2 separate regions of the Ovis aries genome follow, and region 1 is linked to region 2. Evidence: chromatin contacts called from public Hi-C data. All regions are on one chromosome and are shown on one strand. Each heading gives the region's core, a stretch centred on a gene start, on an enhancer-like site or on the middle of the called end of the contact. The rest is flanking DNA. Distances are from core to core; before and after follow the strand shown.

Region 1 (6,654 bases), core at 2,981-5,480, 80 kb after region 2:
TATAAAGTATTTAGCATAAAGAAACTCTCCAGGCTAATTCCTATGTATACGTGATGGAATTAGCCATGGAGACTAAATCTGGAATGTCTTAAGGAGGAAAAAAAAGTAAAGCTTCTCCCCACAGGCAACATTATCTAGATGAGTTCTGGGTGCACAGCCAGAAAGCCCAGGCTCTAGTCCTGCCTCAGTGCCAATTATAACTGTGGGGAAGTCACTGAAACGCTTCTGGGTCAGAGTTTTCTTCTGTATAAGCAGATAATTTTCAACGTATCATTTTGTAGCAGTTGGTCTCTCTCTGTCTTCCAAGTGTTCTCAACACCCCTTGGACTAGTGACTGCCTTAATGGTATAGCAACTAGTTCCTTCAGCACTGCCTCTCTGAGCAGGAAGATACAGTTGATGATACAAAAAGCAAACCACTCCCATAGCTATATGTTAAGTCTTTCAGATCACAGCCACTAAAGGTAAATGATGAATTTCTCCAAAATTAAGAAGCTACTACATTCCATTAAGGTGATGCATACCAATGGGTCAACATTGGTTGCATATTTAAAAATGGCAACAGTAGAGAGGAAAAAAGAAAGGAGAATACAGGAAGGGGAAGAGAAAGTACGAGAAAAAAGGGGTAAGGGAGAATGAGAGCAGAAGTCTCCTTATCAAAACTCAGGGTCTGGCAAATGCTCCATAACCAACTCATTCTTATAAAAGCCCAGGAGGCTTTATTTCAAAACAGTTGCATAAAGACTTACGTGGAGTAATTGGAATCGGTTCCTTAATACTTGGACCTGTTTCTGAAACAAAAACATAAATCACGATGCATTCTACAGAGAAACCAAGTTCTAAGCAAGAGGTTATCAAAATCTCAGTAGAGGCTGACATTCTTCTATTTGTGAATACTTATTTTGTGAAAAGTCTGTCAATTATTCTATTTAGATATCAAGACTGTAACATGGATTACTCAGAAATTTTAAGCCCTGTACTTCGTTAATGATCAATTGTATACTTTCTCTAACCTGAAAAAAACCTGAAAGCAAACACCTAAACTTAAGAAATTTGAGTCTGATAATTCATGCATGTGTGTGTGTGTGTGTGTGTGTGTGTGCGTGCGCACGCACACGTGTATATACCTTTCTCTTTACGGTAAAACATCTGTCTACAATGCGGGAGACCTGGGTTCCATCCCTGGGTTGGGAAGATCCTCTGGAGAAGGAAATGGCAATCCACTCCAGTACTATTGCCTGGAAAATCCCATGGACAGAGGAGCTTGGTAAGCTACAGTCCATGGGGTCACAAAGAGTCAGACACGACTGAGCGACTTCACTTTCACTTTCTTTATTTACAAAAGGATGCAGTATCTCTAAGTATCATGTTTCTCCAGTGTATTTAATATTATTCCACTTTCAAAAAGTCTTCTAACACATACACAGACTGTAAAAGCATCTTTATTCCTCCTCCTGACAGTGTCGTCCTATAGTCCAGCTCCTCTTCATGCATGTGCATTATTACAAAGCTTCTCTAACTGGTCTCCTGGTCTCCACTACTGCACCCAACCCAAATGTTTCCTCCCCAATATGTGCCCCCAGAATGACTTTTGCAGAGTTCAGGGCTGATTATATTATTGCCCTGATTAAACCATTCAATGGTTTCCCTTCCTTTACGGGAAAAAAGTCCAAACTCTCGAGCATGGCATGGAGTGATCTGCCTTCCTCTCCCCACCTCTCTCCAGCCTCCTTTACTAATGGTTCCTCAGCCATGCTGGGCTCCTCGAAGTTAAGCTCCCCCACTTCTCCAGGCGGTTCCATGTCATCACAAGTTGCAAGCCATTCCCTCAAGGACCCTCCCCACACGACCTGCTCTGCTGGCATTTTCAGGGGAGGCGTTCTCTGACTATTTCACAGCCCCATACCCACCCCAGTGGGGCAAATCTCTCCCACTTTTGCTCATCCTCTTCCTCTTTTGTCATAAAGGTGCCACATCACATCTGAATTCTCTTAATCTTTTCCACCTCCAGGGCAGAGCCTGGATCTTATTCATCTGCAGACCCTCAGGGCTCGGCCAGGAATAGAAGAGCCTTTACCAGAAAGCTTAGTGAAGGTCAGTTAGAATGTTGCTGTACTTTTTGATTCATCAGGCTTCCCTGATGGTTCAGATGGTAAAGAATCCGCCTGCAGTGCAGAAGACTTGTTTTTGATCCCTAGGTAGGGAAGATCCTCTGGAGGAGGGAATGGCAACCCACTCCAGTATTCTTGCCTGGAGAATTCCATGGACAGAGGAGCCTGGCAGGCTGCAGTCCATGGAGTCGCAAAGAGTTGGACACGACTGAAGCGACTTAGCATGTACACAATTTTGTAAACAGAGGCAACAGAGGAATTTTGGAATAAGACTGTTTGAAAATGCTTATACGCTTTGACATTTCTATAATGCCTTCATGTTCAGAGAGTGCTATAGAGCCTGATCTCATTTGAGGTTTCAACCAGCCCCATAAAGGAGGCAGAAACAGAATTCTTATCACTATCTTACAAAAAAGCAGCCTGAAATTCTTTATCATGTGACCAGCCCAAGGTCACAGCTGGAAAGCATCAGGGTAGGGGCTGACCCAGGATTCCACATTCTGCCTAGCAGGCTAAATGACTGGTGAGTGTGGCTGCGCCCTGAGCTAGAGAAGCACTGATTAAGCAGCTGCTTGTGCACAGCTGTGTGCTCTTCTCAACAGTGAGAGTATCATTGGCCACAGGGCAGCATATCACAGTCCACCACTTATTTTTGTACAAGTGAACTAAAGATGAATTTTATATTTGTAAATCATTGAAAAAAAAATATTTCATGACATGTGAAAATTGTACACAGTACAAATCTATTCGTAAAGAAGTATTTGAACATAACGAGGCTCATTCATTTATATACTGTCCACGGCCACTCTTAGGCTGCAACAGCAGTTAAGTAGTTGAGGCAGGGACTCCATAAGCCACAAACTGGACATAGTCACCATCTGGCTCTTTATAGAAAAAGTGTGTTAAGTCCTGGCACACAGACTCTACCCCTGTTCTCGAGAGTTTAAAAGTAAACATGTTTAGTGCCTCTCCTCATCTCCATTTTTATTCAATAAAAAAGGAACACACACCTTGTTCTGGAAGCCAAAGTAAAGCAAAAAAACAATTGTGAAAAATTGACCAAAACAAGCAGCATTTGAGTTGATGTTTATAAAAATAGAACAGCTAGACAGGATTGTTAAATTCTCAGGATTAACCATCTCAGCTGGTTGATTACATCCATGAAGCATGGAGTATCACAGTCTAGCTCTAGGGGGAGGGATGCTACGGGATGAAACAAAGTCACTACAACTGAAGGGCACCCCCTGGAGTTGTGCAGCATAATGTCCCTGGGATTAGGATATATGAGAAAGTTATACTTAAAATAAAATTACTAAGAAAACGAAAATAATTGTGTATTTTTAAGAAAATGTATTTCAGTGTGCAGAACACATACCAACTACACAAGGCACATAAGAGCCTGTCTCCTGGGAGGTTGGCCCCACCAGCCTTATTGGCAGCAGTGAAGCAACAACAATGATGCCTCCACATTTGTACACTGTATAGTGTTTTACAGTCGACAAAAAAGCCTTCACTTATATTTTCTCATTTTAAATTCCCAAGAGTCCTATGAAGTAGGGGCATCTAACCACAAAATTCTATTTGTAAAAAGTAGTGGTTTGATACGCTGAACTAAGTCCAAAAGCATTTAAATGTCTCTATAGGGTTCATCATGGAAGAAATATACACACTTCTGGGAAGAGTTCCATCCAATCAACCACCCATGGTTAAGTTAAACTTTGTCACTCAGAATCCCCAAAAGGTTTCAAATAATGATTCTCCCTTAAGGAGACCTCGTATGTGAGAATGTAGGTTTTACAGTAAAGCCTGTGTGATAGATGACACTGTTTGAAAATTCTTAATGGATTTACATTATTACCTAATCCTCTTACCCTACCCCAAATATGGGCCTTCTCACACAGCTAAGCACAAACAGTTGTTGCTCATTTCCCCAGAGGTGAAGTTCCTCCATGCTTTCTGTGCATAAACAATAACAAGCACAGGCTACAGAACCAAGGTTCAAGGATTTTATCCTCTTACTTTTGTGTTCCAAAATTCCCAATAAACCCTGACTATAACTAAAATAGTTTGATCTCCACTGGAACCCTATAATTGAGTTGGCATGCTGAAAGGAAAAGACAAAACAATATTTACTTTTGGTTTAAGGGTACGATTGCAAGAAAGGAATCCTAGCCATTGCTGTAAAGAGAAATTTTAACAATAAAGATTTCTGTACAGAAAGAACAAACTATAATCAACATTCTGACTTAAATCTTTTCATGTACTCTGAGCAAACTTTGGTCTGCCTCTAGAACCAAAACTTCCCTCCTCAGATTGTTTACTCATGGTTTTCATAAAAAAGATATTTCTCGGGTTATGCATGAGTAACTGACCACAACTTCTGTCCTCCCACTTTCAATTCAGTTCTCCTAAACATGGCAGGACTGGGCAGGCCCATAGGGAAATGAGGTGTCTAACTGGTACCCACATCTATTAGTATTTGGCACAGAGAGAAGGATGGGGAGATAAAGAAGCTTGTGCAGGCCACCGAAGATACAGTTTTTACTAACTTAACCACACTGTAAATTAATCCCTTCTCTGGCTTCTTTCAATATTTATGACATTCACTGTAATTGCCTTCTCACTTATCTGTATCCTTCTACTAGATCAGTGGTTCTCACCCGGGAGTGATTTCTGCCCACTAGGCTCTCCAGGGGACATTTGGAAACATCCAGACACATTTTGGATTGTCACGACTGGTGGTAGAAGGGTTTGTTAAGGATATCCAGTATGCAGAGGCCAGGGGTGCTGCGTAACATTCCACAATTCACAGGTCAACACCCCACAGCAAAGAGTTATCCAGCCCAAAACATCAGTAGTGCATTAGATTGTATCTTCATATTTATTTTAAGCTATAATTAAAGTAGGGAAAGTGTTAGTCACTCAGTCGGGTGTGGCTCTTTTTGACCCCTCACCTGCCAGGCTTCTCTGTCCATGAAATTCTCCAGGCAAGAATACTGGAATGGGTAGCCATTCCTTTCTCCATGCATTAGATTGTAAAGGCATCAAACATAGGAAAGTGTGTATATTATATGCCAAGCATATGGTAGATCCTCAATAAACGTTTTTGGAATAAATAACCATAAATATGTGGCTCAGCTGGTAAAGAATCCACCTGCAATGCGGGAGACCTAGGTTTGATCCCTGGGTTGGGAAGATCCCCTGGAGAAGGGAAAGGCTACCACTTCAGTATTATGGCCTGGAGAATTCCATGGACTGTATAGTCCATGAGACTGCAAAGAGTCAAACACGACTGAGCAACTTTCATAAAAAATCATATATATTTTATTATTGCATACAAGCCCTAGCAACTTAACCTCCATGCTGCTTTCAGAGTACTCTTCCTAAATGATCTGATGGTCGGTTCTCTACTCAAGATCTTTTGATGGATCTCAGACTTTAGAGGTGCATACTGAAATATTTGTGAATCAAATGAAATGTCTGGGTTTCCTTCTAAACAATCCATAGACAGGAAGTAATAAAACAAAATTGGCTATGAATTGGTAATTGTGGAAACCAGATGAATAGTTTATAGAAGTTCATGCTACTATTTCTTGTTTTTGTTTAGATTTGAAACTTTTGAAACTATAAGGTTTTCAAAATGTGAAGCATACTGAATAAATAAAAAAAAAAAGAACCTATGATACCTCTCCCTTACTGAATAGAGACTGAATGTCTTGATCCGCTAACTAAGCACTTCTACCATCTTTCTCCTCGGCTTCCCCTCATCTTTACCTCTGCCTGAGGACAAAACCTGGCTGGTGCTTTAAAGTATTTTTGTTCTGGAAAAATCAAATGTGTTCCAAAAAGCAACGCCTCTCTTGGATTAATTTCCAACCGACATTCACAACTTGCCCTTTCACTCCCCTCTAATCCCCTCAGAAAGCCTAGTTTGGCTAAGATGTTAAGAGGAAGGAAAGGAAATTAACATTTACTGAGTACCCATGATATGTCAGGTGCTGTCCTGAGCATACTTTAAAAAGTTATGTGGTGGAAATATGGAGAAAATTCAGTATTTTAAACATTTAACTTGCTAAGAATTATAGATTGTACATAAAGCATGGCAAATTTGGGGATGTTCTTTTGTGCCCATTTTCTCCCCATATATATATATATATATGCCCTAAACTTCAGAGAAATGATTACTTTTCCCTTTCACCATTAAAAACAAGAATCATCGCTGATGTGGTGTAATCATTTTTATTATGTAAGCCCAAGTGTTCTCAAATGCTGTAAAAAGCAGTCACAGCATCCAAAGCAAACAGCACTAACATGCCTATATTTCAAGATATTTCAGAAAATATGGTAGGATGGCACCACCTCAACTATTTTAATTGTTTTGCCATAAATCATAATATGCATAAACTATTCACGTTTCCTGGGCTTTTCTTTGAGTTACAATTCAAAGTCACAGAACTTATCCTAAACTTTAAGACTCTTAAATAGTTTACGTGTTTCCTAATACCTTAACCCTTTGGTGGAACAGACTTTTGTCCCTAAAACTC
Region 2 (6,622 bases), core at 3,918-6,417:
TGAATGAATGAATGAATTTTCCCAGTAATATTCCTTGATTTGCCATTGATCCAAAATGGTGCCAAGGAAAGATAAACCTGCAACTCTGTCCCCTTCTGTCATCTGTAAGGATTTTGTTCTTCTCTGGTGGATTCTTTGAAAACGTGAAAGTGTTTGCTGCTAAATCCTATCCGGTTCTTTGCGACCTCAAGGACTGTAGCCTGCCAGGCTCCTCTGTCCGTGGGATTTTCCAAGGAAGAATACTAGAGTGAGTTGCCATGCCCTCCTCCAGGGGATCTTCCCAACCCCGGGATGGAACCCAGGTCTCCTGCAGTGCAGGCAGATTCTCTACTGTCTAAGCCACCAGGGAAACCCCGGTTGATTCTTCGGATATAGGCAAATCAACTTAAAAAGCCCCAAGTGCGCTCAAGAGGCCTTGGCAATGAGCAGTTTGCAGCCTTGGCAAGGCCCCACCCCAACACAGACATGCATTCCACCCGCTCAGGACGCCGCCAGCCTCCCCACTGCCGAGGTAGGTGAGGAGATGAGAAACAGGGCCAGTATCGCTGACAAGACTGGGGTGGTGCCACCCACCAGCTGGCAGTGATTGATTCCCCTGTCTTCACTCGCTGTGCAGCAGAAGGTTCCTCGCATCTCCACATCCGCTGCCTTCCTCTGGGGGAGGCGCCCTCCCTACCGGGTCCGGCTTCCCAGTGCCTTCTCTCCCAGGACCTCTCACCAGTTCCTCAGGCTCGTGGCTCTTTCTCCACAGTCCTGGGGCACTGACAGAGGAAAATGCGTGGGACGGATTCTAGGAGCTGACTCCATGGATGTTAACACTGAGGTGATCAGTTTGGAGTCCCAACCAAGAACCCCACCTCTTTGACCAGTCCCTCTTTGAGCCCACCTCTTTGACCAAGATAAGCCTTGAAGGAGCTACACATACAAATATGTATACTAGGCCCGGGGGCGGGACTGCGGTGGGGGTCGAATTTTATACTCCTCCTGGTGAGCTAGGAGGAGCCAAGTTTCTTACAGTCTATATTGCAAGTCTGAAACTTTAGTGAAAATCAGGCTGAGCGTAGCCGGCCCCTTCATCCAAGCCCTCTAGACTTTAGCATTCTTGAGAAAAAGAAAGAAAAGTCAAAGAAACAAATGGGGGAGGCTGTCTGGCCCATTTAGGCTCCCTCTGACACCATGGCTTCGCTGCATCTTTCCTTCATCCACGGTCCAGGCATCTCTGTCTCATGAGGAGGAGGTGGGGAGTCTTTAGGCTCCCCTGGGGTTCAGTGATGATGACAAAGAAAAGAAATTTAAACCTTTAACATATAAACTTCTTGCCAGGGCCAGTTACATAAATTGTGGGGCCCAGTGAAAAATAAAAATATGGAGTCCCTTGTTAAAAAAGCAGGAAAAGAAGTACCTCTAAAGATATTAAATATAAAAAATTTTATTTCATCCATTGTCTCTGTTTGCATTGGTGTTTTTTTAAAAATATATTTTATATAATGTTGTTCTTAGTACAGAAAAATTAACATTTTAAGTTATTATCACAAACTTTACCATTCCTCCCTATATTGTATGATACCTGTTTTAAGTGCAAATATAAGAGCACTTAATTCATATGTAGAATCGCTGAAATTATAGTTTTAGTTCATAGTTCATAGGTCCCTATGTATTTCATTCTTATCAGAATAATGAAGATACTGAACAAGACTAATGCAGTTGTTTTGATTTCACATCTTACCACGCACATGTTCTACCGACACTCTCTACCTTCAGCTTTCTGATGAGTAAGAAGGACTGAAAAGAAAAGGAGCTATGGTTTAGCCCCTCTTTCTTTTTTTTTCTACATCTTCCTCTTGCCCTTCTGGGAAGGGGACCGTCCCCAACCGGCTGCCCTCCTGGGTTCTTAGCATGGCTCTCCTGTAAGAACGCTGATGTCTGCACAGAGGGCACAGGGCTTCCATTTGCCCCAGAGCCTCAGCAATAAGTCATGTCTGAAAATGAAATGTCCCCACTCCTAACTCTGTCTCAGATGTTGTCATTAAAATAGCATGATTGAGCATTTAGTATACCAGACACAAATGCATATAACCATACACAGTCGGGACTGCTTACGGCTCTGTGCAGCTCAGAGCCCTTGGTGATGGAAGTCTTTCTTGCTTTAGTCTGCAGCCCATCTCTCCGGAAAGCTCAAACATGAGTTCATCAGGCTGGACATTTTAAAAATTATCAAATCATTATAGAACCAGTGTAGAAAAAAAACAAGTAAGAAAGATAACATAAATCCTGGTATATAAGAGTTTAATATTTTTCAATATATACATATATTTATATAAAGCATTGCTTTTTATTGGGTTTATAAGAGAGGGGTTGAAAATTTACTTCATATAGAATTTTAGTCTGCTTATCTTACTTAGCAAACTACCATAAGTACCTCTCTATGTTATCAGTCTGATTAGCCTGCCAGGCTCCTCTGTCCATGGAATTCTCCAGGCAAGAATACTGGAGGGAGTTGCCATTCCCTGATCTAGGGGATCTTCCTGATTCAGGGATTGAGCCTGGGTCTCCTCCATTGCAGGCAGACTCTTTACCATCTGAACCACGAGAGCAATCCCTTAGTGGCTACAGACTGTCTCATTGTATGGGTGTACCATAGTTTACCTGATCATTTTGGAACCATGGGGTGGCATTTTGTGGGGCTCTGAAGAGCTCCCAATCCTCCTTTATGTCTCAGCGCAAAAAGAATTCAGTGAGAGGCAAAGTGATAGATAAAAAAACTGATCTATTAGAAAAGGATGTTTTTGAGGTTTACAAGTGGGCAGGCGAGAGGATGCCATGCTCCAAGAACTTAGTGGGCTCCAGTTTTATAATCAAAGGACAAGTGGGGAAGGGGGGGAGATCTTCTTTGCCTTTCTTGAGTAGATGTCATGTTTCCATCATCAGTTCCTCCTCCAGGTTGGGCAAGGAAATTTTCTTGTCCCTACAAGATCAAGCTAGGTCCACAAATTATTGTTTTTTATGTGTGCAGAGAGCATATCCTAACTTCCTGAGCTTACTGGGCAGGATGTTGGGTCTCATGCCACCATTGTTTTATTGTTTGGGGGCATGTCCCATGCTTCTCTAGGATGGCTTTGTTGCTAAGCAGGCCTGCTTGGTTTTGTGGTTAAACAAATGGGAAATAGATGGGGAAACAGTGGAAACAGTGTCAGACTTTATTTTTTTGGGCTCCAAAATCACTGCAGATGGTGATTGCAGCCATGAAATTAAAAGACACTTACTCCTTGGAAGGAAAGTTATGACCAACCTAGATAGCATATTGAAAAGCAGAGATATTATTACTTTGCCAACAAAGGTCTGTCTAGTCAAGGCTATGGTTTTTCCAGTGGTCATGTATGGATGTGAGAGTTGGACTGTGAAGAAAGCTGAGCACTGAAGAATTGATGCTTTTGACCTGCGGTGTTGGAGAAGACTCTCGAGAGTCCCTTGGACTGCAAGGAGATCCAATCAGTCCATTCTGAAGGAGATCAGTCCTGGGTGTTCATTGGAAGGACTGATGCTGAGGCTGAAACTCCAGTACTTTGGCCACCTCATGTGAAGAGTTGACTCATTGTAAAAGACCCTGATGCTGGGAGGGATTGGGGGCAGGAGGAGAAGGGGACGGCAGAGGATAAGATGGCTGGATGGCATCATTGACTTGATGGACACAAGTTTGGATGAACTCTGGGAGTTGGTGATGAACGGAGGAGGCCTGGCATGCTGCGATTCATGGGGTCGCAAAGAGTTGGACATGACTGAGCACCTGAACTGAACTGAACTGAAACCTGCTTTCTTGAGTAATCATTAACTTACAGGAGTCTTCCATATTTTTCTTTTTATAATCCCCTAGTAGGATTAACTATTTAATTACCTACTCTGTCCCTTTACTCTGTCTCTATCATTTTCCCTAGAGATTGATATTTCCATTAACTCATGATCAAATAACATAATAAAAATATAGCAGTAAACTTATACTGGGAGTCAAAGATAGGCACATATATATGAAAGATGAGAAGCTACTTAAAAGTTGTGTGCTTGTTTCCCAAATTTGTGCCGTGCAGTACCCACTTCAGAACCTGCAGAATTTATGGGTAACCATCTATAATTTTATATATAAATATATAAAATGAGGGCTTCCCTGGTGGCTCAGCGATAAAGAATCCTCCTGCAATGCAGGAGACTCAGGAGATGTGGGTTCTATCCCTGGGTTGGGAAGATCCCCTGGAGGAGGGCATGGCAACCCACTCCAGTATTCTTGCCTGGAGAATCCCATGGACAGAGGAGCCCGGTAGGCTACAGTCCATGTGGTCACAAAGAGTTGGACATGACTGAAGTGACTTAGCATGCCTGCATATAAATAATGATAATTTTGGAGAGCATGGAACTGCTGGGGTCCAGCTGGCACTCAGCCTTTGTTCCTCCGCTTAAGAAGTTCCTACAGGGAATGTCTGTGAACATCAGCATGTGCTCTGAACAGATGGTCCATACTCTTGTTCTCATTTACACTCAGCCTGATCTCAGCTGAATCTAAAAGCACATCTTCTAAGATCCCCATGGCTGAGGCTTGGAGTAGAATTTTGACTCAGGGCTTCAGAAGATACCCTGGTGCTAAATCACCCCTTAAGGAAGGCAGTTTCTCATTCAGGGGCTGTGTCACACGTGGTTAAAGTTCCAGAGCTCACCAGTATCAGAGAACAAGGGACGGAGATCAGGAAAGGCCCCTGGACTGAGGATCAGCCAAGCGCACACACCTACAGTATGTGACCAAAAACCGTGTCCACCATCTCCCCCTGACACGCCTCTGGGCTGTGTAGATGTCCCTTTTACCCCAGATCCCATATACCACCCTTCTCTCTTCTTTAGTTAATAAGTCAAAAGTTGGCTGAGAGGAGAGGATGGTCAAGGATACCATGACCCCTCCGCAAAGGAGTCTTCACAAATGTGGTAACTCGCTATATTCTGGTTGGAAACAGGGTAGCAGAATGCCAGTTCCTACTGCAAGACCCAGGATGAAAGTGAAAGCTTGTTTCCAGCTCACAAGTGACAGAGCCCTTCACGTGAAACACCCTTTCTTTGGTGGGGGCGTGGAACAGGGCAGGGGTGAGTTAGCCCTGAGGTGTCTTCTGACACCCTGAGTCACTCGACTCCGGGAATTATGGGTGTGGACCTGACTGGGAACTTGCTGGCTCCTTTTCAGCATTCCTTGGACCCACCCTAAGCATCCGAGGAACCTGGCAGAGGCCCATGTCATCTTGGCTAGGCCCCAGTTGTAGGCGCTTGGTAGACAAGCTTTTGACCTAGTGGATTGCTCTGTTTCTGAGCCCATAAGGGAATCCCACAGGCTCAAGAAACTCCAGCACCACCTTGGACTGGCCTCACTTTCTGGCCCCACCAAACAGCCAAAAGATCAGGATGAATGAAGGAGTTCATGAACAAGGAAATCATCGCCTCCCTTCCTCTGCAAAAGCAGAACTTAGCAGTATCCCTCTGCCAGAGCAAGTGATGGCCTGCAGGACTTAGGGGGAAGGTACAGATGTGAGAGTTGGACCATAAAGAAGTCTGTGCATCAAAGAATTGATGCTTTCAAATTGTGGTGCTTGAGAAGACTCTTGAGAGTCCCTTGGACAGAGAGAAGATCAAACCAGTCAATCCTAAAGGAAATAAACCCTGAATGTTCATTGAAAGGACTGATTCTGAAGCTAAAACTCTAATGCTTCGGCCATCTGATGCCAAGAACTGACTCATTGGAAAAGACCCTGATGCTGGGATAGATTGAAGGCAAAAGGAGAAGGGGGCAGCAGAGGATGAGATGGTTAGATGGCATCACTGACTCAAAAGACATGAATTTGAGCAAACTCCAGGAGATAGTAAAGGAGCCTGGCAGGCTGCAGTTCATGGGGTCACAAAGAGCCAGACATGACTTAGCGACTGAACAACAGCAATAAGATGTCCAGGAAGTCCTGAGGACACCCACAGCAGGGACACAATGGCCTGCAGTCAGCATCCTGAACCCCCAGGAGATCCCCAGGCTCAACCCATAGCAACCACACCAGTGTTCCTCAGTTTCCCTACCTCAGCAATGGGAAGAAGAGCCACAACTCCCACACATTGTATATAAGACAATAAAGACCTAAAACATTTTCACTGAAAAACTGTCACATGTAACCCACAACTTGAGTACTCCCTGCTGACTTGGGAGCTGGTGAGTAGCCTTTCCCAGTGTAACTGTGGTTGGTGTCATCTATGTGATCAGCAAAATCATATAAAAATTAAGTTGAAATCCAATTTTTGTGCAGGAGCTCAGAAAATTAAGATGGGAAGTGTAGGGAGTATGTCCATGAGAGGAAAGGAGAGAACTGTAGTCTTGAATGAGTCACTAGCCTTGGGCTATTGCAATAAGAAGGGCAAATATTTTAGATATAACATCAAAGGGGTTCTTAGAAAAAGCTTGCCTCTGCTGGTAAGTCTTTCATTAATTTATTGGCTCACTCATAGGTATATTTTATATGCAGACCCTGATACTCTTGCTTGAGTGGTGGGGCAAGAGAAACAGAAAGCAGGGTTTTGGAGTACTTGGCCAAGGCCTTGAAGGCCTCTTTTT

What was found. Hi-C and Micro-C count contacts between places; a contact is called where the count stands out from the background.
Region 1: a contact with region 2 is called in a Hi-C map of skin fibroblasts, with 2.7 times the contacts expected there. The contact joins two enhancer-like sites. A contact is called at or near these places in 2 of 16 Hi-C or Micro-C datasets (skin fibroblasts and tail adipose tissue).

Annotation. Positions count from the first base shown.
Region 1 is chr1:68,972,306-68,978,959 of ARS-UI_Ramb_v3.0, forward strand. TGFBR3 (transforming growth factor beta receptor 3) reads right to left here. Exons shown (of 18, transcript XM_060411602.1): 16 at 749-784. Among named protein-coding and RNA genes, the nearest start is that of TGFBR3, 180 kb to the right of the region's middle. Within about 2 kb of position 4,231, at least 4 of the 54 cell types and tissues checked have an H3K27ac peak or open chromatin away from gene starts, as enhancers often do.
Region 2 is chr1:68,891,399-68,898,020 of ARS-UI_Ramb_v3.0, forward strand. No RefSeq gene overlaps it. Among named protein-coding and RNA genes, the nearest start is that of CDC7, 100 kb to the left of the region's middle. Within about 2 kb of position 5,168, at least 9 of the 54 cell types and tissues checked have an H3K27ac peak or open chromatin away from gene starts, as enhancers often do.